4 separate regions of the Sus scrofa genome follow, and all the other regions are linked to region 2. A link is a contact called in public Hi-C and HiChIP or PLAC-seq data. All regions are on one chromosome and are shown on one strand. Each heading gives the region's core, a stretch centred on a gene start, on an enhancer-like site or on the middle of the called end of the contact. The rest is flanking DNA. Distances are from core to core; before and after follow the strand shown.

The links. Hi-C and Micro-C count contacts between places; a contact is called where the count stands out from the background. HiChIP or PLAC-seq counts read pairs in DNA pulled down with a chosen protein or histone mark.
Region 1: a contact with region 2 is called in an H3K27ac HiChIP or PLAC-seq map of alveolar macrophages. The contact joins two enhancer-like sites. A contact is called at or near these places in 1 of 47 Hi-C or Micro-C datasets (embryonic fibroblasts) and 1 of 2 datasets of contacts at active chromatin or transcription factors (alveolar macrophages).
Region 3: a Hi-C map of embryonic fibroblasts shows a contact between it and region 2, with 3 times the contacts expected there. The contact joins two enhancer-like sites. A contact is called at or near these places in 4 of 47 Hi-C or Micro-C datasets (adipocytes, embryonic fibroblasts and fibroblasts).
Region 4: a contact with region 2 is called in a Hi-C map of fibroblasts, with 2.6 times the contacts expected there. The contact joins two enhancer-like sites. A contact is called at or near these places in 5 of 47 Hi-C or Micro-C datasets (embryonic fibroblasts, fibroblasts, retroperitoneal adipose tissue and 2 more).

Annotation. Positions count from the first base shown.
Region 1 is chr1:137,006,271-137,012,968 of Sscrofa11.1, reverse strand. The region is part of intron 5 of FMN1 (formin-1); the gene reads left to right. Among named protein-coding and RNA genes, the nearest start is that of FMN1, 150 kb to the left of the region's middle. Within about 2 kb of position 4,673, at least 54 of the 83 cell types and tissues checked have an H3K27ac peak or open chromatin away from gene starts, as enhancers often do. A contact at or near this core is called in alveolar macrophages and embryonic fibroblasts, where this site is marked.
Region 2 is chr1:136,783,687-136,790,105 of Sscrofa11.1, reverse strand. The region is part of intron 18 of FMN1 (formin-1); the gene reads left to right. Among named protein-coding and RNA genes, the nearest start is that of GREM1, 170 kb to the right of the region's middle. Within about 2 kb of position 4,120, at least 4 of the 83 cell types and tissues checked have an H3K27ac peak or open chromatin away from gene starts, as enhancers often do. A contact at or near this core is called in alveolar macrophages and embryonic fibroblasts, where this site is marked.
Region 3 is chr1:136,545,624-136,552,026 of Sscrofa11.1, reverse strand. All of the region lies in intron 2 of SCG5 (secretogranin V), which reads right to left. Among named protein-coding and RNA genes, the nearest start is that of SCG5, 23 kb to the right of the region's middle. Within about 2 kb of position 4,961, at least 7 of the 83 cell types and tissues checked have an H3K27ac peak or open chromatin away from gene starts, as enhancers often do. A contact at or near this core is called in embryonic fibroblasts, where this site is marked.
Region 4 is chr1:136,930,214-136,936,672 of Sscrofa11.1, reverse strand. All of the region lies in intron 7 of FMN1 (formin-1), which reads left to right. Among named protein-coding and RNA genes, the nearest start is that of FMN1, 230 kb to the left of the region's middle. Within about 2 kb of position 4,037, at least 10 of the 83 cell types and tissues checked have an H3K27ac peak or open chromatin away from gene starts, as enhancers often do. A contact at or near this core is called in embryonic fibroblasts, where this site is marked.

The DNA.
Region 1 (6,698 bases), core at 3,424-5,923, 220 kb before region 2:
GAACTCCATATGTGGCTGGGTGGCCAAAAAAGAAAAAAAAAGGGAAGGAAAAAGGAAGGTAGATTCTACTGCTTCTAGGAGATGGTATGCTTTTGTTGTTGCTGTTGCAACCATTCTTTTACAATTATGTCACCAGGTATTTTTTACTGGACTGATGTTCCCATTGCCCTGAGGTACAACAGGCTTAGTCTCAGTCTGAGAGGTTGTTGAAATGGGAGGAATGCGGAGAATTCATTGGTAGCAAATTCTCCACAAAAACACTATATTCAGTTTTCAAGTCGCTGGGTACTGATTGTTTTTAACAACATGGGTCAAATCCTACCTACTACTCATCATGCTTGTTTTCAACTAGTTGTCTAAGGTAGATCATTTAAATCTGGCCTTTTGCACAGGTGTAGCTATTAGAGAGCTGATGTGTCTTGAGGTTAGAACAAAAGACAATCAGGTGAGGTTGTAAAGGAGAAAGCCTTGTCACTGGTTTTGTTTAGTAGACACTTAATAAGTATGTATCACAAAACAAGACAGAAATAAGGTCCAAGAGAAGTGACTGCTTTTCCCTCTGAGAATGTTAAAGCATTTAACAAATTCATTTTCATGACCACCCAGCTAAGATCCTATTTGTAGGCTGCTTATTTGAACACTATGGTCTGAACATTTTTCTATTCCCTCAACAGAGGTAGTAACAGTTCTGGTCGTGAGAATTAGTGGCCTGAAAGAGTCAGTATTCAAAGATCTCTTTAAATTACCATGCTGTTCTTTCTTACTCAGCTTCATACTTATATGGTCACTGCTTGCTTTCATTCCAAACTGTCTTAGGTCTACCTACTGCTGTTTAGATGAAGTCTGGGGTATAAAATACTCAGTTACAGTCTGTGAACAAAGAGTCACTTCTTTCTTGGATGATTTCCCGTATTAAGCTACATGTTTCATGAAGGTGGAGGGCTGGAGTTTCTTCATCTTTATATCCCTGGAGCCTTATACAGAGTTAGTGGTTAACAATGATTATTGGATAAATGCATCTTTGTGATGGTTATGCTTCCTAAATGAAGGAGAATTGTCTGGGTAAGCTGGAAAGCCTCTTGATAAGTTTGGGTCTCAAGGATTGTGTGTCTTGTCTGTATCCAGTAGATAAGCCAGTTAGGAATTTTTGCTTGATTTTTTTCTAAGCAGCCTCTCTGGATTTTCCCCCTAAATTACAAGGGAAAAGAATCATCATTCTCTGTCTCTCTCTCTCTCTCTCTTTTTTTTTTTTTTTTTCTTTTTTTTTTTTTTGTGAAGTCAGTCTTCTGTATGATCTCAGAGGGAAAAAGTATCTAAAACATGTCCTAGTGAGATACCACCAACAAACTGGGCTGACATCCCTCACTCTTCAATATGCAGGAGTAGGTGGCATCCTATTAATGGCAGAAGGTAGAGCTCAGAATTTCAGGGGACTAACTGTGAATTCTGGAGCCTGACTGCCTGGATTCAAGCTCCAGTTCTGCCACTTGTTGACTCTTTGGACCTGGGCAAGCCACATCATCTTTCTGTGCCTCAGCTTCCAAACAGGAAAAAGAAAATGATACCAACCTCCTAGCTATGTGTATCAGTCAGTTAATATGCGTGGAACATCTAGCACAGTGCTTGTAAACACCTACTAAATGTTAGCTATTATTAGTAATTCTCACTTAACTAGCTGTGTAGCTTTGGTCAGTTGTGTTCTCTTGGGAATGGCTGCTTAGTTTTTATTAATTTTATTTTTATTAAAGTATAGTCAATTTACAGTGTTGTGCCAATTTCTGCTGTACAGAATAGTGACCCAGTCATACATATGTATATTCTTTTTCTCATACTATCTTCCATCATGGTCTAGCCCAAGAGATTGGATATAGTTCCCTGTCCTGTACAGTAGGACCTCATTGCTTATCCATTCTAAATGTAATAGTTTGCATCTGCTAACCCAATAATACCTTATATCTTGAGCCAAGGGGCTGGGATCAAATAACGTCCTGGGACCGAATACTTCCTACACTTGCCACAACATTGTATTGGTGTCCATGGGTATTGAGAGGGTGCTGAAACTTTGTAATACCACCCCATGCTGTAGTGTAGAAGAGCCATCGACTCCTTCCAGTTTATGTCCCATTTTGACCAAGTCTGCTGAAAGTCCTCAGAAATTTATTCTGGAGCTCAATAACCATGTCTGAAAAAATGGAGACTTCTCAGTTAGAGACCACCAAATACCAAATAATGTGCCACGACTCCTCCCTTCACCTGTATATTGACTGGTCCACGTAGTTCTTCAGAAGACTGATCATCTTATTATCTGATGTGATGAAGCCTCTTTCTTCTGTCTTGAAGAAGCAGAAGTATGATTTTTATCATTGGGTGTTTCCTCTAGACACAACGCTTCTTCTGAGACTTAAATGGCATCAATGAGTTTTCCTGCATTGGGGCAACCTTTTGATTAACTGTGCCCCAGTTAATCCAAAATAACACTGATCAGGAGCAAAGAGGAATGTATCCATTTAGATATAATAAAAGTAAATAAATTTAAAAAATAGACATAAGGTCAAATCAGGGATTAGGTTCCTCATAAGTACTGTCTTAACTTTCCCATAGGGGACGATGCGATATAATATGTACCCTTTTTTGTGTGAGGGTTTTTGATACCTCACAAGAAATTTATTCCCATGATCAGAATTTTTCAAGATTAATACTTAGTGGGGGCATACAATTCATTATCAATGTGGAAGCCAGAACCACTCCCTACTGCAGATAAAGCAAGGCAGCTGTTTTGCTTGTGGCAAGAGTTTCTGCTTTGAGGAATAAATTTCTGTTTGCATTTAACACTTGGGCTCAGTCTTCTTGCAGCTTTGCTCAGAGAGCCAGAGATTACTATTAAGCCATGATTACTGTTAAGCCAGTTTGACTTTTCTGATCCAGCACAGTGCCCTGTGCTTACTAAATGGGCCCAGGTGCTTACTAAAAGCCTGCTGACTGGATGGGATTTGAAAAACAATGAGACTTTCAGGTACTGTCTGTCAGAAGCTGTCCCAAGAGGCAGCAGTGCAGCTAGGAGACGGAGCTGCAGTTTTTCTGTCTTTCATTGCCAGGTCCCCAGAATATAATCAGTGTTGGAAGCTGCACTGAACTGGTCATATCTGGTGGTGGTTTTGTCTGTCCTGTAAATCGGACCTGTGACAGAGACTGGACTGATAGAGACCTTTTGGATGTTTGGCCCTTTTGGGGAAGGGACCTTGGGGACCTCTGATGAATCGCTCTGGCTAACAAGGCAGGTTGTATGTTACCCTGTATGATGACAGGTTTCAATCTGTTGTTTTGGATCGCTGAAGTGGAGAGGGGTGCCCTTTGGCCAGCAGGATTTCTAAGGAAGCCCAGGAAGTCAGAGCTGCTGAGCAGAAGCCCAAGGTTGGCATAGAGAGTGTGTCGGGTAATCATTCCTGCCGGGCTGGGGCTGTTTACTCTGCCACCCTAAGGCTGGTGGACACTGGGTGTGGTGGGTGTGCTTGCCTAAGTACCTGTTTGCAGAACACTGAGACACCAGGGCAGCGCTAAACCAGCAGTAATCTGAAACCAGTCGTGTAGGTTTTCCTTCTCCGGCTCTGGCAGCTAAAATCTGCATTCCAGATGAAACCTGCAGGGAAGCGGAAGAAAGCACTTTGAAAAAGAAAAGAAAGCTTCAAGGGCAGTCAATTAACTGCTTTTGAGAGCCTGGGCATTTTGAAGTGATCTCTTGCTTTCTTTCCTCTTATTTCTTTGCTTTGGGCTTTATAAGTGGCTGTTGGTCTGTGTGAACTGCTAGGTTTTTTTTGGCCAGGATGGCACGGGGCTTCTGACCAGGATTTAGATGGCAAAAGAGGGCCAATAAGAAGTATTTCAGCCATTTTCTGCAGATTCACTTTTGAATTTCTTGGATTGCTCCGAGGGAAGGGGTTGGTTTAGGGCTGTCAGGCTCAGCTTGCCTGCTCAGCACTTTCTGGAGCCTCCTGCTCACCAATGAGGAAGTTGAAAGCGACCAGGAGATCGCCGGCACCGGGGCGGAGCTCGTGGCGAAGCCCTGGGCTAGGATGAGTGGGGGCAGGCTGACTCTCCCAATGACAAAAAGCCTTTTGTCCCCGGGAATAAATACGGAAGTCCCAGAGGGGCAGCCTCACCAGTCCGTGTGTAGTAAGGTGCGCAGCCTCGGCTGCTTCTGGGCGTAAAGCTCTGTGGACTTTTTCCAGTTGCCCCAGGCGCACCATCACCGCGCAAACCGGAAGGAGGGCGCGGGAAGGACCAGAGCCGGGCCAAGTGTGCTTGCTCTGTGGCTGAGTCCGCTGGCAGATCCTGTTGCTCGCCGTTCTGGAAGTTAAGAGCCGATGGAGCAGAGAAATTGAGAGAGCTGGGGAAGGTAACAGAAGTCAGAACTTCCACTTGGGGCACTGCTGGAACATGGAAGACCTTGGTGACGCCCTCAATGGCCGTGATGCCTCGGAACCAGAACAGCCCGAAGCCGGACTTGACATGGCCCAGTCGATCCTGAGCAAGTTCTCTATGAAATCCCTGTTTGGGTTTAAGAGTAAATTGGAGTCAGTGAAGCCTGAAGAGGAAGATGCGGTGTTGAAAGCCTTCCGCAGTGTAGTGGCAGATTCCATGCCTCTGCTGGTGGAGCCCAGCAGTGGCCAGGATCCACCAGAGACAGAGGCTCGGGTTCCACCTGACTTTGAACATGATGGGAAGGCTGCAGGGGTGGAGAAGGAGTTGGAGGGAAGGCAGAGAGGAGCAGAGGCAGGGATTCCTCTCGCTGGTCAAGTTCCACTCGATTCTGTGAGTGTGAGTGGAGACAATGTCGTTTTGGTTCGTGGGACCCTGGTGAACACCACCAGTGATTCTGACTCAGATGATGGAGGCCAGGAACCGGAAGAGGGAAGCAACACCAATGGCCCAGAACCCCCTGATTTTGTTTTATCTGAGCCATTTGAGGAGCCCCAGGAAAAGACAGGAGATGGTAGGCGAGATGTTGCCGCTGGAGAAACTGGTACCACTAGTGATGGAGACCTCTGTGGAGAAGTCCCTCAAAGGACTGCCCTGGAGATAAGCCACAAATCAGAAGCTGATGATGGAGGCCTTCAGACAGAGCACAGCCCTGGCCAAAGACTAGCTGGAGAAGAAGGTTCCAAAGTTCTACCAGTGGTGACAGACCAGAACTTGAGTGTTGGTGTTACCGAGAATGCCTCTTCTAAAAAAGAAGACTCTGGAGAGAAGTCCTTCCAGCTGCCAGCGTTTTTTAGTGGGCTTCGCGTGTTGAAGAAGGGAGCTCCAGCAGAGGGTGGGGAGACCATCACTGAAATTAAACCAAAGGATGGGGACCTGGCTTTGCTCAAATTGACCCAGCCTGTCCAGAGGTCCTTAGCACAGGCAGGGCCTCAGACAGTGAAGACTGGAGAGAAAACGAACGATCCCAAGGCCCCTCCCACTCTCCTGGAGCAGCTTTCTCAGCTGCTCAACATTGATGTCCCCAGAGCTGAACCAAAGGTGGAAGACCCTGAGCAGCCCAGGGGAGCAGAGATGGGCTGCCATGCTCCTGGGAAGAGTGAGAGCAGCCCTGGAGAAGCCCAAACCCAGGGGGGAGAGGTCAAGCTAAAGCCACCGGAGACTGCCTTGGAGGCCTTTAAAGCCTTATTCATCCGTCCCCCCAGAAAGGGGACCACAGCTGACACCTCTGAGCTGGAAGCTCTCAAGCGCAAGATGAGACATGAGAAGGAGTCTCTAAGAGCTGTGTTTGAGCGGTCGAGGTCAAGGCCAGGGGATGGCCCCTCGGATTCCAAAAGCGTATGTAGTGTTGAGTTTCGTGTGTTGTTGTGTGTGAGGCTGCTGTATGTCTTTTTAGGTTTCCTGTCAAAGTGAATCTCACTATTAGGGACCCTCTTCTAGGTGAGATGAATATAACTGAGTTGTCTTTGTTAGGAGTATGGAGTTGGCCAGAAGCCTTTTTATACATTTTTCTGGGTTGTTGTAAGTGGGAGTATATATAAGATGTGCAGGTAGAGAAGGAAAACTGTCGCTCTGAATTTAAACATTAGTAGTAAATGTGCTTTTGAAAACCAGGCAGTATGAAGAATCAATGCAATATGGAAATATAGCCCAAATTTCCTCACCACTTAATTACACCTCTGTGAAAACTTGTGTTTTTCCTTTGAAAGTCTGCCACTTGGCGAAATATGTTCGTGATGTGATTGAAATGTTCTCTATTGGTTACAAGGCATCCTGACTGAGCACTGAATTGAGAATGAGACCTGGGTTTTAATTCTAACTCTCCCATTTTCTGGCTGGGTGACCTTGACCATCTCTCAGCCTCAATCTCCTCGTCAGCAAAAAATGAAGAAAATAACCTTTAGCTTATTTGGTTGTTGTGAAGATTAAATGAAGTTAGCACATAGTAACCATCTACTTAATGAAAACTGTTACTATTATTAAAAAAATTATTTGGGTAATTTGTAAGGACTCCCAAGCATTTATCTGGTGGATCTTAAAAGTTTATAAGGACAATGACTAGAATGTCTTGCTCAGTATCAACTTGGCATATAATTATCATTCCCTCATGTATTTGATATGTTTTAAAACATTACATTTAAAGGTCTTTGGAAAAATTATCTTGAATTGACGTTAAAAGTTGTAAAAATCAATTCCTGTAAAGATAGCTTGAATATGAAATC
Region 2 (6,419 bases), core at 2,871-5,370:
CCCTAGCCTGGGAACCTCTATATGCCATGGGTGTGGCCCTCAAAAAATTTTTTTTAATTAAAAATTAAATTAAATTAAAAAATTTTAAAAATTAAAAATAAATTTTAAAAAATGAGAAGTCCTAGGTTTGAACCCTAGCTTATCACTTCTCTGCGATTTGGGGCAAGTTTTAAATTTTCTCTTACCCTTTTTCTTTTCTTGTCTGTAACATGGAAATAGTAATATCTCCTGTATGGTGCCATTATGAAGATGAAATGAGATAACATACATGTGAAACCACCATATGTGTGTTATTTTTAGAGCATGATTATTATCCCTCTGTGTGAGAAACAATAATTGGTTGAAATTTTCCCCTGGGGTTTCAGTTCAGGCAGGGAGTTAGAGGTTCTTTTGGTGTGATGGTTTTCTTTGGTCATATGCTTGTGTGCCTTTCTTTTTATTTTTTGTGTCTCTATTGTAGGTTTTTGATTTGTGGTTACCATGGGGTTCGTATATGTTGACCTATAACTGTATCTGCTTAAAACTGGTGGTCATTTACATTCAAACACATTCTAAGAGATCTATTTTTTTTTTTACTCAGTACATTTTGTTTTTGCTGTCATATTTTATATTTTCATATTTATCCCTTAACTGTATGTTGTAGTTGTAGTTGCTTTTCCTTTTTCTTTCTTGGTCTTTTCATCTTCGTACCGGCTTGTTGAAGTGATGCATCCTCAGTCCTTAGTATGTATTTGCCTTTCCTAGTAGGATTTTCCCTTTCCTATAGATTCTTACTTTTCCACTTAGAGAAGACCTTTTAACATTTCTTTTAGGGTAGGCTTAGAATTGATGAACTCTTAGTTCTTGTTTGTCTGAGAAGGTCTTTATCTCTCCTTCTATTCTGAAGGATAATCTTGCTGGGTAGAGTATTCCTCTTTCAGTACTTTGAATATATCATGCTACTCAGAAATCAGCTGATAGCCTTATGGGAATTCCCTCTATATGACTTTCTGTTTTTCTTTCCCTGCCTTTAGAATTCTCTCTTTAACTTTTACCATTTTTAATTATGATATGTCATGGTGTGGGTCTCTTTAGGTTCACCTTGTTTGCAACCCTCTGTGCTTCCTCTACCTGGATATCTGTTTCCTTCTTTGGATTCAGGAAGTTTTCAGCCATAATTTTATCAAATATTTTTTCGATCCCCTTCTCTCTCTATCCTCCTTCTAGGACCCCTATAATGAGAATATTGGCACCCTTGATGCTATCCCAGAGATCTCTTAAACTGTTCCCATTTTTTTAAAATTTGTTTTTCTTTCTGTTCTTCTGATTGGGTAATTTTCATTATTCTATCTGCCAGATCATTTATGCATTCTTCTGTGTAACTTAGTCTGCTATTCATTCCTTCTAGTGCATTCTTTAAATCACTTATTGAATTCTTCACTTCTGATTGGGTCTTTTTTGTATTTTCTAGTTCCTTGTTAAAATTTTCACAGTATACATCTATTCTTTCCCCAGTTCAGCTAACTTTTTTTTTTTTAACTAATGCTTTGAATACTTTTTCTGGTAAATTGTTTATTTCTGGTTCATTGTTTATTTTTTTAGTGGTTTTCTCTTAATCTTTCAATTGAGAGCAGTTTCTCTGTCTTTTCATTTTACTTAACTTCGTCTGTCTCCATGAATTTAGGTGAAACAGTTACCTATTGCAGTTTTGGAGATATGTTCTTATGTGGAAGCATCCTATACAGATTCCATGTGCCCACTGCCTTTACTTGGAGAGCTGGATTTGACATGGACACAAGTCATGTCTTTCCTCAGGGTGTGCTAGTAGCTATTGCTTTGATAGGGGTGTGGTTGGAGATGGAGAGGCTAGAGCTGGAGCCAGGTATGAGGTGGGACTTTCCCTTTGCTCAGTGGCCATCACTGTCCTATATGGGACAGGGTCTAATCCCAAGTTTCTGGAGCAAAAGCCCTAAGGTTTGGGCCCAAGCTGGCTCTAAGTGTATTTTTCTCCTCTCCCTGCACTGGGATTCTTGCCCCAGAGAGAGGCAGAGCTTAAGCAAGTGGGGCCCACGCAGGGTTTCAGCTCATGTTATGTTAGCTACAGAGGTCCAGACTGTCTCTGATGCTCTGCCTTCAATTGTATCCATTGCTCCACTCAGTCACAGCCTCAGGCACAAGTCCTCTTTGTCCCTCATAGCCAATCCCTACCCCTAGTTTCAACTGCTCTGTTGCGGAGCCATACAGCAGGCAGGCTGGGGTCCACAGGGGACTCTCGGTGTGTATTGTCAGGAGGTGATTTGTGATGGAGTAGCTGACGTCAGAGATCTGGGCTGCTTCTGATGCACTGCTTGAGTAAGTGCCAACAAAAGCTGCCACCACCTCATCCAGGCTCCACTCTGCGACCAGGTCACCTCTATGTCCCTCAGTGAAGTCTCCTTCCCAGTAGTGGCTGCCCCAGATCCAGTGCCATGCTCCTGCTATCCCAGCAGCCCTCCAGTGAGCCAAGGAGGTTCATCTCCCTTGGGGGAGCTCTAGGACTGGGTACTCAGTCTGTGACTCAACCCACTCACTTCCCAGAGTGGATGTCTGCTGGTGATGTCTCCTTTTTTCTCTGCATCCCCTCCCAAGGATACATGTCCCAACCCAATTACTTTTCTTCGCTTCCTGCCCAATTGCATGTGTATCTTTTTTTCACCTTTGGTTGTACATGAGTCCTTCTATCAGTTTCCAGTTAGTTTTCAATGAGAATCATTGCACATGCAGGCATATTTTAGATGTATTTGTGGCAGGAGGTGAGTTCCATGTTCTTTTTACTCCACCGTCCTGATCGATCTCCAGAATGCTTCTTGATTTCAACAGTTAAAGCGTAGTGCTTCATTTAATCTTTGCAAGACTCCTTCAAGGCTGATTTTATTATCCCTAAGGAACTGAGTCTAAGAACTTATTTAAGGTCAGTGTGATCTTAATCCCAGTATTGATACTGTGTCATCCTAATAACTTGGAAAATCACTTATTTTTTCTATGGTGCAAAACCCTGGTAACTAACTAGCAATAAGCATTTTTCCATACCATCTAAAAATGAGAACAGCAAACTTGTTCACCACAGCTTAACCCCAGCAACTATCATTCCTGGAATCCTAGTAGAGATCTTATTCTACCTCCCCCACAAGTAACAACAGAAGTTTCATTTGTACTTTGGAAAGAATTGTGGTGACAAGTAGTTAAGTATTTTATGGAATCAGTATTGAGCTCTGCAATCTTGCATAATCATTGTTTTCATGATAAATTGCTTTGTGTAATTGTTGGCTCAGCCACTACTTCCCCTTTGGATTCTTGACAGCTATCACTGAGGTTTTCATCAGTGATTGATTGCAATTGCTATCACATGACTTCTCTTTGAATTACTCAATTATTTTCTTCATGTTGGAAGAACCTAACACCTGTACTGCCTTCTGGGAGTTATTGTGCAGAGTACATATTATATAATGTGTGGTTTTGCAGATAAAGTCACAGGTCTGTTTCTTCTGCTGAGTTCATTTTATTTTAGAAGAATTGTGGTAGTGCTAGTAGGAGCCCAGGACTGAATGAGATAATACATGTGGAGCCCTTAGCGCAGAGTTTGGCACTATATATGTCAGCTGCTGTTATATTCTTGGGCATTTTATCGCAATTTTATCAGATGGTTTGGACAGTGGAGTTAGAAAGTCAGTCAAGGAAGTATGACTTCCCAATGGTGCAAATAGCTGCAATCCTAAATTCAAATGGCAAGTTGCTAATTACAGTAAAAGGTCTTCCGTACTAGAAGGAAAGTCATGTTCTTCTTGTCATAGCTTCTAAAAGTAAATCAGAAGCAGTGAATATAAGCTGGATCTCTCTAGGGTCTGAAGCCTCCTTTTTGTTATAATTTGTAGATCATTCTATGTGTAATTAGAGGAAAAATCAGGTATGTAGGGTAAGCATAAAAAGTACCAGATATGGATGAACTTTTCTACGAGGTTGTATTCTTTTGCCATTAAAATATTTCATTTAAAAGTGTAATTGTAATTTCCATAGTTACAGTTTAGTGATAGAAAGTATTTACATAACTCCATTAAAGATGACGTGGATCTAACATCATGGCATAAGAAATCAACAATATTACCACCTAGTGGCCACTGAGTTGAACTGCAAGCACAGGACCCTTGGGACTCACAAAGAGTGCCTTGCTTCAGTGTCTAAAAGCAATTGAAGATGACAGTGAGCACCACTAGAGTAAAGGACTTTATCCTTCATAACTGTTAATTACTGGAACATTCAAACTCTGCTTTGTAGCAGATGGGAGGAAGATGAGACTGTGAGAGGTTGCAAGCTGAAGCTAGGGAATGTGGTCATTTAATTCCTTAATCCTTTTATTAATCTTTCAAATTGAGAACTCTTTTTTCCACCAGTTTTATATTGAAGTTTTGATTGATTTCCACTATTTTTGTTCTGAAAATTAAAAATGTGTATTCGAGTAGATCACAGCTGTGTTCAACAGGACTGAACAATGGGTTTTGCACAATGGGAAATATGCAGAGTCAGTTTATGTCCTTTCATGAAATTATCAAACACTAAGTGCTTAGCTTCTTGAAGTGCTGGTTCGTGATAGCACATCCTCACTCCATCCCAGAGTCTGGCACCAGGACCTTTTCCATTTACCACTTCCCCTCTCTCCCTATCATCTTCCGACTTGTTGACATTCAAATTATTCATCAAAATGAACAAACCATCTGCCTACTGAGCTCATTGCCCCATCCCAGTTCCTTGCCGAAATAAATGAAATGTGGGATGAGTAATTGTAATGTAATAATTCTAAAGGAGTGTAATGTATTCAAGTAGGTTGAATGTGGAAATCCACTAAAAATATGTTTGAAATCTCTATCCTTCCCAGGAGGGTACTATTCTTCCCTTAGTTTTCATGATTCTAGGATTAAGCCTAATTGCTAACATAATATACGTGCATGATCATCTGCTTTCTTAAACTTAAGCTTCGTCTGGCATTGGTTCCCAGTTCATAGTCATGGCTGTGGCATTAATGGTAATTGGTCTGAGCTTCATGTGGTCAAATAGGTTCCAACATGTTGACAGCAGTTAATGGAGTGAGATGGTCCTGGGTAAGATTCAAGGGATGGGTTTCCTGTCTCTTTCAAATTGTTTTCTATTGTTTCTGTCGTAGTCTCCTGGGAGACTTCAGTGAAAGAGGGCTGGCTTTAGAATTACACTGAGTTCAAATCCCTTCCTTAACTGACCTTGGGAAACTTATTTCACCCAAACACGGCTGAGTTCTCTCATCTCAGAGAGAGGTAATAACACCAATACCATAAGGTTATTGTTATGATCAAATCAGCTAACATATATCAGCCACCTAAAACAACATCTAACATGGTAATATGCAGAAATATTTGCTCTTTGCCTGCCCTTAACCCTGTCCTTATATTCCTTTATGTTTTGCTGTGACTTCTGTTTCTTAAGCAAATGTTCAGATTTAGGTCCATCTAAGATACTGTATTGATAATGCCTCCCTGCCCCCTTTTTGCTGTACTAATACAGATATAGCTGTTCAAATGGTTCATTAAGTAGTAAGGTCTTCCTCGTTTTAGGTACTGTGCTGCTTCTTTTGATAGGATGATGAGCAAGATGAACACAATCTTTGCCTCTGGAGTTTCTATCTGTAAATGTATATTATAGCCTGTTGGCCTTAGGAATCCACATGGTATATTCTGGCTATCTGTTACTATCTAACCCACAACCTCAAAACTTAGTAGCCTAAAATAATAGATTCTAACTATCTGTCACAGTTCTGCAGGTTGACTAGACTCATTGGGGTGGCTCTTGTTCTGGGTTTCCTATGAGGTCAGAATCAGGGTGACTGGATTTGGAATGATCTGATGACTTTTATTTTCTTTTGAAGTTTTATTGAAGTATTAAGTTGATTTATAACATGATGGTTTCTGCTGTACAACAAAGTGATTCAGTAATACACATACATGTATCCATTCTTTTTCACATTCTTTTCCTGTACAGGTTATCACAGAATATTGGTTAGGGTTCCCTGTGCTATACAGCAGATCCCTGTTGACCATCCATTCCATATACAGTTGTATGGATGTGCTAGTCCCAAACCCCCAATCCATCCCTCCCTCTCCCTATCCCCTTTGGTAACCATAGGTTTGTTTTCTAAGTCTGTGAGTCTATTTCTGTTTTGTAGTAAGTTCGTATATATCATTTGATGACTTCTACACACACGTGTGTGGATCCTGGGCTGGGATAGATAGCACTGGTAGGGGTGGTTAGATATCTCCTAGTCCATGCAGTCTCTCCACATGGCTTAGTCTTCCTCACAGCATAGTAGTCTTGGGGTGGTTAGACTTCTTACATAGTGGATAGCTCTTTCCAGAGCAAATATTCCTCCTCCAAAAAAC
Region 3 (6,403 bases), core at 3,712-6,211, 240 kb after region 2:
TACAGGAGCTAATGCTGATATGATTATTTAAATAAACATAAACAGAAGTGGGTAAAAAGATAGTCTTACCAAAATAAAGTAAATAACCTGAGAATCTGCAGAGAGATTATTCAGGACACTCATGTTATCCTAATTATTGCAGTGGCATCAGGCACATTTTGGAGGAAAGAAGCCCTGATGAATAAATGTACTTCTACTTCTACTTCAATTCAAGGCAGTGATTTGATATTTAAGGGACTCTTGGGTGGGGGAGGGGTGCACAACCACAGAAATGTCATTTACACTGTGAAAAGCTTTTCACCCAAGAACTCCAAGGGTTTTACTCATGTTGATGTCCATCTCCCATTTGATAGGCAGAGAAGAATGACTCTCGAGGGAGACGATCCTCTGAGACCAAAACCAGAAAGACAAATAGACACTGGGTTCCCTTTGACATCCCTGGCCCAGATCACAGTTGGGAAGAGAGACTAGTCTCACAATTTATTTTATTTTATTCAGATTTTTTAAACTTTTTTGGGTTTTGGTTTTGGTTTTTGTTTTTTGGCTGCACCCATGGCATGCAGAAGTTCCCAGTCCAGGGATCGAACCCATGCCACAGCAGCTACAATGTTGGAACCACCAGGGACCTTCCTCAGGATTTATTATGCATTGGAGCCCTATTTAATGACACTGTAGCCTCCTTACCTTTCTTGGGCCCCTTCAGTATTTTTCACGTACGCAGACACTCAAAACATTCTGTGAGACTGGAGGTGACTAAACGGTTCTCAGCAGGTCATGTGTTATTTATATAAATAAAAAATTCTAGCAGAACACACATGACTAGGGATCTTGCAATAACTGTTCCTAGAAGTGAATTTACAGTGAAATGAATGAAACAAGACTCAGAACCTCTCAGAGTTCCCACTGTGGCACAGTGGGTTAAGAAACTGACTGCAGCAGCTCAGGTCACTGAAGATGCATGGGTTTGATCCCCAGCCCAGTGCAGTGGGTTAAGGATATGGTGTTGCCTCAGCTATGGTGTAGGTCACAGCTAGTATCCTTTAGGACATGGGTTCGATCCCTGGCCTCACTCAGTGGGTTAAGAATCCGGCGTTGCAATGACCTGTGGTGTAGGTCTCAGATGCGGCTAGGAGCCCATGTTGCTGTGGCTGTGGTGTAGGCTGGCAGCTGTAGCTCTGATCAGGGAACTTCCATATGCCTCAGGTGTGGCCCTAAAAAGACCAAAAAATAAATAACATAAAAGCTTCTCAGGAGATTCTGGTTATCCATCAGGTGAGAAAACTGCTTTCTAGGTAGCTTTCTCTAGCCTAACAGGCCTGGTAATGCCACAGTACTTGAAACAGTCTATCTAGCTGCCCTGATGCCTCTTGTTACAAAGTCAGCTGGGACAGTGTCAGCTGGGGCAAGTAATACCAGCCCAAGAACAGCCCTATCACCAAAGCCTACCCACTGAAGACTCCCTTACAGGAAGGGTCCAGAGTGGACAAATCTAGAGGGACAGAAAGGAGATTAGTTGAGGCCAGGGGCTGGGAAAGGGGAATAGGAAGTGAAGGGAGCAGGAGAGGGGGCAGAGATGGGGATAGGGTGATGGCTAAGGGGAATGGCCTTTCTTTGGAAGGTGATAAAAATGTTCTAAAGTTGGTTGTGGTGATGTGACTATGCTGAAAACCAATAAAGTGTATGCTTTAAATGGGTGAATTGTATGGTATGTGAATTATGTCTCAATTAGTAAATAAACAAGTAAATAACCAGCCCTAACCTTCCCTTCCTCCTCTGCACACACACATAAACACACACAGACGCAGACACACACGTACCATGCCAACACGGGATCACAAGCAGTTTACTTACAAATACTCAATGAGTGAATGTCCTAGAGTTTGACCAGCACTCAGCAGCTTATCACCTCACTCACTTGTTAACACCTTCTCTGCCCACCCCACCCCCCCACCCTTCCTGCACCAGATAGCAAATGGTCCTGGGCCAATGGCACCACCTGGTGGCCATCACAGGAACTCTCGGACCAGGTATTTCTGAACATCTCTCTCACCATTGGAGGACCTCAGGCATAAGCTATTCTCTTTTCTTCTGCCAAATTCAGGGTTCAGTTAATTCTAATTTAGGTAATCTCCAATTTATACACAAGAATTCCTTTCCACCTCTTCTCCCAATCCTTGCCCAGAGTTCAACCCCTCTATTGCTGCTAAAAACTTAAGGAATTTCAGTTACAAGTCTGCCTTGTGAAAAAGGCAAGCAGTAAATCTTAGACACAATTAAGTCTACTAATTAATCTACTAACAATGCAACTCATTAACAAATGTCTTGGAGAATAATAAAAGCAAATAGTTATATAATAGAAGGGTGGTCTATGTGGTTGGTAATCAAATAAATACAAACTAAAACAATGAGATGTCATTTTTGCCGGTCAAAAGATTTAAAAAGGTAATGCTCATAGTTAACAAGCCGGCTGAGATTCCTACAAACAGAGGAAGAGAGAGCCCAACATTAACAGAAATCAATTTGACAGTATGTAGGAAACAGAGTCTAAAAATATGCATGGAACATGACCCACTTTTTCTTTTCATAGAAATATATACCCTAGAGAATTTATCAGGAATCTACACAAAGATTCATGTGCAAATATGTCCACTGAAGCAAAGCTTTTGCTGGGGACAAATTGGAAAAACTAAATGTCCAATATTTGTGGAATGCCTAACTAAACTGTGGGATAAACATAGGATATAATCCAATTAGTAAAAATAATTACAGCAATGCTTTTAATGTATGAAAATGGTCTTGACAACATATTAGGTATAAAAATCCACGTTAAAATATTTATAGTATGTTTTCTTGGGGAGTTACAACTGAGGCATGCAGAAGTTCCCTGGCCAGAAATTGAACCCATGCTACAGCAGTGACCTGAGCCACAACAGTGACAACACATCGTCCTTAACCACTAGGCCACCAGGGAACTCCTACAGTATGATTTTTTTTACTACACACACACACACATATATATATATACACATAGAAAGAGAGCCTGGAAAGAAATGCACCAAACGTTGAAAGTAGGTATTTCTAAGTGGTAAGATTGTCAATAATTTATTTTCTGAATCATCCACAATGGCCTTTATCAATTTTATAATACAAACAATTAATATAAACATAAGTAAGCCAGCCACAGAGAGTCTTTAAAGGTACCACAAATTGCCTTCTGAATGCACTGCAGCAGGAAAAAATAAAGCCCACAGAGAACTGGTTCTCCACAAAGGGTGATGTTGGTTGGCAGGGGATAATATTATTGCGGGTTGTCACAAGTGGCAGGGGACATTATTATGGGTTGGCGATGCTGGTGTTCTGGAGGCATGGAGGGGGCAGATGTCAGGGATGCAGGCCCCACAACCAAGAATTCCATGGCCCAATGTCATGGGTGCTGAGAGTGAAAGCCATGCTCTGGAGTCAAAATCATGATGTGAATCCAGACCCTCAGCCACATCAGATGGTCAGTCCTGGCCAAGGTCTCACCCACTCTACACCCCAACCTACCCTTGTGAGGGGGAAGCACAGGATTTCTTAGTTAAAAAATAACTACATATGGAGTGTCTGGTACATAGAAGGCACAAAATAAATTATTGGTTGTCCTCCTAGAACCACATTTAAAGAAAGAACATGATCACATATTCCATTTTGTGTTTCCTTCTGTAGGTATCAAAAGAGAGTGCTTCCTAACCTTTAATTAAACTAAATTGCCCTCTTTCAAAGGGTACTTGACTTTGGGAGTCAAGCCAGTTTCGAGGTGCTGTGCTCTCCCTGGATTCTAGAGCTTTACAATCAGATTGGCAGGGTGAAAATGTGGGTCTATCCAAAACTCATAGAGGCAAATGTTCTAAGTACCAGGGCTAATGCAAGTGAGAAGTTGATGTCCTGTCCTGGCACTGCCCACTGGGTCCACCTGGGACCAAAAGGCTGGGCCCAGAGGAGGACACCAGGCACCAAAGGACACACAGATGTTGTGTGTGCATCTCTTATCGAACAAAGCAACAGGTGAATGCATTTGATTTTCTTGCACTTTTCCCCTCTCCAATGAATGATTTGAGCTCTATTTATAAATATGCTTGGAGAAATTAAAAATTATCTGGAAATAGCAGAAGTCTAAACCTATATTCCTACTGCTTCTGCATCAAAAGAGCCTTGGTACCACTTGCGGCAATGGAGATCCCATTGGTTGCCGCTCAACTCCTCTGCTTAAATTGGAGCAAGGCTGATGGGCATCCACATGCTCTCCTGGCTGCTGTAACTGGGGGGTTAGAGATGTGACTTGTCTTGGACCACAGATGAACACACTGAAGCAAGGCTGGGAGGCCTGGCTGGGGAGGGGCGCTGGGGAGAAAGCTGTGTGGATACCAGCAACTTACTCTGCTCACAGCCAGGATCTGGAATGCTGAGCGCAAGCTGACCACTCCCTGCCTGCAGTCACGTCTTGCTGTCACAGCCCAGACCCCTAGGCACCACAGCTCTGCATGTGAAAAAAAAAAAAAAAAAAAAAAAAAAAAAAAAAAGCCAGAGGCGCTGACCAGGCTCCAGCGTGCTGTATACAGACCTCCTTCAATGAGAACCAACTGCCAAAAATTCTCTTCACTGACCACACATGCAAAAAAAAATTCTTCTGATATTAGTATAATGTATCATTTACTGTCAGAAGAACTGCTTTTTCCTCCCTTGCCTTCGGAAACATTTCTAGGCCATAGCACCTGCATTGTTGCCATATTTTTGCACAGTCCAGTGACCAAGGAGTATTTAGAGTCTGCACAAACTCAACAAATGGTGTCTCCCATCATCTGCTGAAGGATTGGAAAAAAAAAAAAAAAATGAGGCAGAAGTGACCCGCTGGTTCGGTTCAGAAGACAGGCATCTCTGTAGTTTACAGCAAAGGGGCTCCTCCCAGCAGGCCCGTCCACTCCTACTGCCCAAGAGGAAAACGTTAGTCAACCACATCTTGTCCAAACAGGGCTGGGCTTGTTGACACAGGCTGCCGAGCTCTCGCGTACCAGGAAGATGGCACCAGGAAGGTCCCTTGAGCCTCCTCAGGGCAGGCCAGTCTCCTGGACTGACTGTCTCCTTCACCACAATCTGTCTCATGCAAAGATAAACTCTGACAGGCTAGTGGGGGCGACAACCAGGAGGGCCCCGAGCCGGCCCCCGATCCCTGCTTGGAAGGGCCCTGGGTGAGTGTCACTCCATCCTGATCAGACCGAATGCCATGTACTCTGCACCCCCCGGTGGGACCAGTGTTCCCCACAGTACTGGGAGGGGTCAGTGTCTGGCCCCCTGGGAGCTTCCGAGTCAGTGTGTCCAAACAAATAACCCCACAGACGCGGGTGAGAGGGAAGGACTGGGGGTTGGGGATTGGCATATGCACACTGAGGTATATGGAATGACTGGCCCATGGGGACCTGCTGTATGGCACAGGGAACTCTACCCAATATCTTGTGATAATCCATGTGGGAAAAGAATCTGAAAGAGAATGAATGTGTGTATACATATGACTGGGTCACTTTGTTGCACAGCAGAAATGATCACAGCCTTGTAAATTAATTATACTTCAATAAAACTTAAAAAAATGAAAATCAAAAAATTTAAAAAAATAATAAAATCGTCATCTAATACTAAAAATAAATAAATAAATAAATAACCCCACAGGGAAAGTGGAGCAGCTAGTAGAAGGAGCTGGTCTAGGGACCATCCAGCACATGCTGAGCATGGCAGGAGGCGTGTCTGCTCCAGTCCCCCTGTGACATCCATACATACTTTGTGACTGAAGAAACACCTGCCCCATCCCCGGAAGTCCCAATGGTGTTGGTGCCTAACTGCAAATGTATTTGACCAAAACCAAAAGAACTACCCAAGTCCCACTCCCACCTGCTACCTCGGCTGCCGTCAAAGGCATCTGCAGATGTGGGGCAGCCTTTTTATCTGCATGGAACACTCTGCAGACAAGGGGACAGGCTGTGTGAGGCAGGAACTTAGAGTCCCAACTGACATGGACAATGGGCTCCTGTCCTTAGATACTCTTTTTTTTTTTTTTTTTTGCCACACCTGCAGCATGCATAAGTTCCCAGGTCAGGGATCAAACCCGTGCCACACCAGTGACAACACCGAATCCTCAACCACTAGGCCACCGGGGAACTCCCCCCAGATACTCTTAAGTAGAGAAATGTGGCGACAATCTTAAAAGTGTCCAGCCTTCTTGCCACCCTCTATTTGATCCCCAACCACTCTGCACTCAACACATTCTAGATAACGAGTCTATTTCCTCCCACCTCTTCATGCCTGAAACTAAGCCCCCATGATCCACGTGACCACCTCCTCAAGGGCATGCAGCTAAACTCCACTTGACCTGAGA
Region 4 (6,459 bases), core at 2,788-5,287, 150 kb before region 2:
TTTTGATAGGTGGTAGCTATGAAACTAAGGGGGGGAAAGAACTCAAATCTAAATCTATTGCTTAAAAGAAAGTAAAAATCCAAGGCAACACTTTTAACCCAATACTCTGATCCTTTCTTCAGAGACTGGCTTAAGAAAACCAGTAATGAAGAAAATGCTTCACATTGGCCTGAAAATAGAAGATATTAAGTCCTTTCTCCTTACAGAAGTTAAACGAATTTAGAACCCTGTTTCTTTGGAAGTGCTTATTAAGAACTACAATGAGAAAATCAGACTCCTTATAAGAAATGGGATCGAAGGTATACTGTGGGAAAGGAGCAGGAGTGAGATATCATGGAATTCAAGGCACCATAACATCCTGCCTAACGCTGTGAGCTCTTAGTCACATGCTCTTTGCTGTCTGAGTTCTTACACAGCTGTATGGTTAGAGTGCTGCTGAACGTGGCGGTACCATCTTGGATGACTACCACTCACTCCCTCCCAGGCCTGATCTAAAGAGAAAGCTCTAGAATTTGGGGCGCAGGGTAAAAATTCTGTAGCATCAATGAGAAGTGTTACACTGTTAGGGAATTTGGATGTTTGTGTCGCATTAAGATATAAGTATCTCCTTGGATGTTTGGGGGACTTATTTCACGCCACTGTCTGTTGACACGTATTTTTGCAAAAGAGAAGGATTTTATTGCAAACAGAATCTTGCTTGGAATTTCAACTGATAACTGACATTTTATTTATAATGTATTTATTTTGCAGTTTTAAATTGATGTAAATGTGTGCGCATTGCTTACCATAATGTCAGTCTTCAGGATGCTTTTGTTCATGGAGGTATAATTTTACATGTGTTGCAAATCACTGTCTGAGTTCCTGTTGTGGCTCAGCAGTTAAGAACTGGACATAGTGTCTGTGAGAATACAGGTTCTATCTTTGGCCTTACTCAGGGGGTTAAGGATCCGGTGTTGCCACAAGCTGAGGTTTAGGTTGCAGATGTGGCTCAGATCCAGGCTTGCTGTGGCTGTGGTGTAGGCCTCAGCTGCAGTTCTGATTCGACACCTCGCCTGAGAACTTCCATATGCCCCAGGTACAACCATAAAAAGAAAAAGGAAGAAACAAACAAAATCACTCTTTAGTGTATGAGTTTCAACAAATGCATTTAGTCATGTAACCAAATTACAATCAAGGCATGGAACCTTCCCACCTTCCCATCACCATAAAAAAATTCCCCGTGTCCTTTGGAAGACAGTTCCTCTCTTGAACTCAGAACCTTGGCAACTGCTGATGCTTTTTTTGCCCCCACAGCTTTGACTTTCCCAGAATGTTGTGTTAATGTGATCATGTAGTATGTAGCCTCTTAAGTCCAGCTTCTCACACTTAGCATATAATACATTAGGGATTCATTCGTGCTGTTGCATCTACCAGTGGTTCATTCCTTTTTGTTTCTGATTAGAATTCCACTTTGTGCATGTGCTACAGTTTGTTGAAGAGCTCTTTCACCAGTTGAAGAACACTTGGGTGGCTTCCAATTTGGGGCAGTGCATTAGGGCTCTCTGCAGGAACTGAACTAATAAGATGTCTATCTAGAAAGAGATTTATTATAAGGAATGGCTCACACAGTTATGGAGCCTGGAGTCTCAAGGTCTGCAGGGTGAGTCGGCAGCCTGGAGACCTAGGAAGAGCCGATGTTGATGTTTCACTCTCAAGACAGGAAAGGCCAGTGCCTCAGTTCAAAGGCATCTAGACAGGTGGAATTTTTTCTTAGGAGGAGTCAGCCTTTTTATTCTATTCATACCTTTCACTGATTGGATGAAGCCCACCTGCATTAGGGAGAGCAGTCTACCTTACTCAGGCTACCCTTCAATTGTTAATCTCATCTGAAAAAAACCCTCACAGAGACACATAGAATAATATCTAGTCAAATATCTGAGCATCCCATGGCCCAGTAACGTTGACACATTAATTAACCATCACAGGCAATTAAAACTAAAACTGCTAAAAACATTTGCATATGGATTTTTGTATTAATGTATGTTTTTATTTCACTTGGGCAGCTACTTGGGAGTGAGATTGTTGGGTCATGTGGAAAGTGTATAGCTAACATTCTAAGAAACAGACAAACTGTTTTCCAGATTAGCCATACCATTTTACATTCCATTTGCAAGCTGAGAATTCTAGTTGCTCCATATCCTTGTCAACACTTGGTATTGTCAGATGGGTCAGTTTTCCTCTCCCTCTCTCCCTTCCTTCCTTCCAATAAGTATGTAGTGGTATCTCATTGTGGTTTAATTTTCATTTTACCTAATGACTAAGTATGTTGAGCATCTTTTTATGTGCTTGTATATTGACAATTTATCTTCTTTGTGGACTGTCCATGCAGATCTTTTACCCATTTTGGGAAGGGGAAGTTGTTTTCTTTCATTTTAACAGAGCTCTGTATTCTAGATGCAAATCTTCTGTCAGATATGTATTTTGCAGATATTTTCTGCAAAAATTTGACATAAGTTTGAATTTAGTGATTTTTAAATGTCTAGTCATATATTAACCGTGGGATCCAATTACTTTCTATGTTTTATCTTAAGAAAAATCACAAAAAATCACATTCTACAAAATAGATAGTTAAAAGTAGAAATAGTTTTTGGAAAAAAAAAATCCTTTACTACCCTAGGGCTGTATTCAATTAAAATAATCCCCCAAGATTGAAACTGTAGGAAATTTTTACTTTACAGTTGAATCAGCAATTAAGAACTGCTGGAATTAGTTTTAATAGTAAACATCACTCTGTCAAAAAGCACCAAGTATAAAATTAAATGCTAAAAATCATCTGTTACTCTGCACATTCATGTGCTTGTTATTGGACAGTGGGCTGTTTTGCGAAAGTAGGGGCCCTGCACAGAGAGATTAGCTTGAGCCTTGCCTGTGCACAATTGAATATGTTGTGCCTGTTCTGTAGAATATACTTACATTTATATATGTACAAATATGAATTGAAAGAAAGACCAGTGCAGTTAGACTTTTCCTGATCAATGAAGTCATTTTTCAAAACGTCTGAATAGATTCAGAAATATGTCAAGGAAAACTGTGTATTTCAAAGACTAAAAAACAAACCAACCCAAAAAACAAAGTACACCTTAGGCCTGTGTGTGCTGGTGGTATCTAAATATATAGGTTTCGGAGTTCCTGCTGTGGCACAAGTCAAGGATCTGGTGTTGTCTCTAGTGGTATGAGTTTGATCCTCGGCTGATGTGGTGGGTTAAAGATCTGGCATAGCCTCAACTGTGGCTGTGACTCAGATTCAGTCCCTGACCCAGGAACTTCCATATGCTGTGGGTGTGGCCAAAAAACAAACAAAAAAAACAAGTATGTAGGTTTTGGTGTGACCATATGTGTTTTTTTAAAAAATCTGTTGTTTTTAAAGTTAAATATCCTTTTAAAATAACACAAGTGTTTGCAGAACTGCTAAAATACCTCCATGGATCCCTAGAAACCTAGTTTGTAAGCCTCCTGATCTTCTTCTGACTTGTTTGTTTTACAAATGAAGAAAATAGCCAGAGATAGGAAGCAAAGGTCATACAGCAGTCTTAATGCTGAACTGAATCCAGTCACTCTGATTACTATTTTAGTGGTTTTTTCCATTAACGTGACCTAGCCTCTCCAATTGGAGCAGAAAATATTTCTCCTTGGGTCCATTACTTAGAGAAATGAAGATTATACTCAATTTTGTGAGCCCTTTTCTGGCATCTCAACTTATGTCTTGTATAATGAGTGTGCCTTTTGGCTGGGGTGAGCAATTTTTGTAAATTTAAGCCATCTCTCTTCCCAGCTTCCTCCAAAGGAGGCTTCCTAGGCCAGGGCCCAGATCTTAATGAAAAACACGTAAACCTTCTTGTTTGTTTTCCCTGCCGATTAACCTATAATTTAAAACCCATTCAATGGCAGATTTATCAAATGACTAATCCCCTGGGGAGACTAGAAGTGGCCAGGAGAGGGTGGTTGTGGCCTAGGCACACATCATTGGTCATTTGTTCAAATATTAAGGTAGAAAGCCAAATACCTCCTTGCTTACTCATGAAAATAGATTTGAGGAGGTTAGTTATGAGTGGGCCTGGAGTGGCTCGTTACTAGGTAATGCAAGCAACACAGACAACCACGGATATTGTTGCTGGACAAATCGGCCTGTATGGCCCTGGGTTTTCTTTTCCGTCAATGAAAAAGTCATGTATGAATAAGATTTTAAAATTTACACCAGCTCAGCTGTCCTGAAAATGAGAAACAACCTCACAAATAGCTCTTCTCAGCTAGAATACAAGCCTCTCAACGTATAAACTGTTTCTTTACATACATTCCCAAGAGTGTATACAAAGTATATATATGTATGGGTGCCTTGTAGTTGCTCATTAAAGCTTGTTTGAATATTAGATGGTGGAGAGACCAGTGTCTCTAATGCTGTTTTTTCATTTCCTACCCCTTTTCAATTAAAAAAAAAAAAAGCATTTTGATAAAGTGAAGACTTGTTCAATGTCTGTCTAGTTCATATTTTGAAGAGTAACTAGGAAGTTTAGCACAACCATGCCTCTAAGCCTCTTCTTGCTAGCAGGGAGCTTTCTATATGACAGTGGTAATGATGTGGAGACTATTTTCCTAATCAGTAATCCTTGAGTCTTAGGCACACATTTCACTTTTACCTTTTTCTTTTTTTTAATGGCTGCACCCATGGCATATGGAAGTTCCCATGCTAGGGGCTGAATTGGAACTGCAGCTGCTGGCCTACGTCACAGCCACAGCAATGCCAGGTCCAAAGCACATCTTCGATCTACACCGCAGCTTGTGGCAATGTTGGATCCTCAGTGCACTGAGAGGGGATTGAACCTGCATCCTCATGGACACCATTTGGGTCTGGAGCCTGCTGAGCTGTAATGGTAACTCCCCACTTTTACTTTTAATAGCAGAGAGAACTCAATAGCTAGCCCCTCCTCACCTGCTGTTTGATGATGCTATCTATGACCTAATGCTGTTTTTTCATTTCCTACCCGTTTTCAATTAAAAAAAACAAACAAACAAAATACAAAGTTGGCAAAGTTGGGAGTATGTGAGGCAAAGATGGGTAATCTGCTTCACTGTTTCTGTAATGATACTGTTGGACAGATGGGTTTGGTCCGTAGGGTGGGTCACTCTTTAGAGACAATGAGTGAATTGAGAAAGGAATAGTAAAGTGATTACTGGGATTATTTGAAGAACCTCAGTTTGTCACAGAATTAAAGACCAGGGTTTCCCATCTGTTGCTTCTTAGTGCATGTGTACTCTGGGGGGTTGTACATACCTCACTGGACTAGCTGTAGCTTCGATAGTGATAATAATACAACATAAAATTCCAAGTCCTCTCTCTTAATAGAGAAGGAATTAGTATGTTGGCTCACTGCCTCAAAATATGCGGTTTTAGGCTTGCTCATTAGGTTTTGAATTACGTTTTGGAAAAATAAAGTCTGAAAGTCATTTCCATGGATATCCCAAGGTGTGTATATTCATTCTGTGACTTACACTAAATTTAGCAATATTAATAACTTAGAAATAAAACATTACTAGAATCCCCCATGAGTAATGATTTTATTTCACAAAAACACTCTGGCTGCAATCAGGTTTGGTTTTGTTTCCCAGGTAAGACCCTCAAGTTCAGATTTCAAAGATTTTTCTGTTTTACTTCCCATATTTCCTTGCATAACTGTCCATAATTCTGTGTGCAGGTTTTTGAAGTATATTCTAGAATCCTTGTAATAACTATCACATATCAGACGTCATGCCCAACTTTATCTAAACTGCATACTGAACCACGGGTGTGTTTCAGAGTACCTTAGTGAGTCTTTGTGTTGATTTGCGTTCATAATGAGAAGCTGGCACTGTCTTTATGTGGCTTAGGTGATACTATGCTTTGAGTCCTTATGAAACTTTAATGGCCAGAGCTCTCTGTATTCGATGAAATTGGAGAGAAAGGGATACAGTAACATCTTGGGTGTGGAAATTATTAGCATTTTAGAACTTTGCTGAAGTGGTGAAGTTTCACTGTGCTTCTGTGCAGTCTCTGGAATTGTCTTGCTTTCCCCAACCTAAGAATTTAGAATTTGGAAGAATCCCTGGAAAAGGCTGACTTTCCTCAAGCTGTACAGTAGACAACCTGAATTTTAACTGGCCCTGGCAACACCACTGGGAGAGAAAGTTCGTAACAACCAAATGCTAATGGGTGATTTTTCTGCAGTGCTTGGCACCGCCATGATGTCTTTCATCAGTAGGCATTTTTCTATCTTCTTCTTGGCAGGCATATTTGTGGGGGCCAGACAAGCAAAGTCTCCCTCTATTACTTGGGTTTCCGGACAGTGTGTTCCTTCAATGATATCTCTGAGCAGGGGTAATGTGGAGGATATTAAAAAATAATGAGGATCTGGTAGGGGAAGGGAGGGCCAGCCCCTGAGGAGGCTG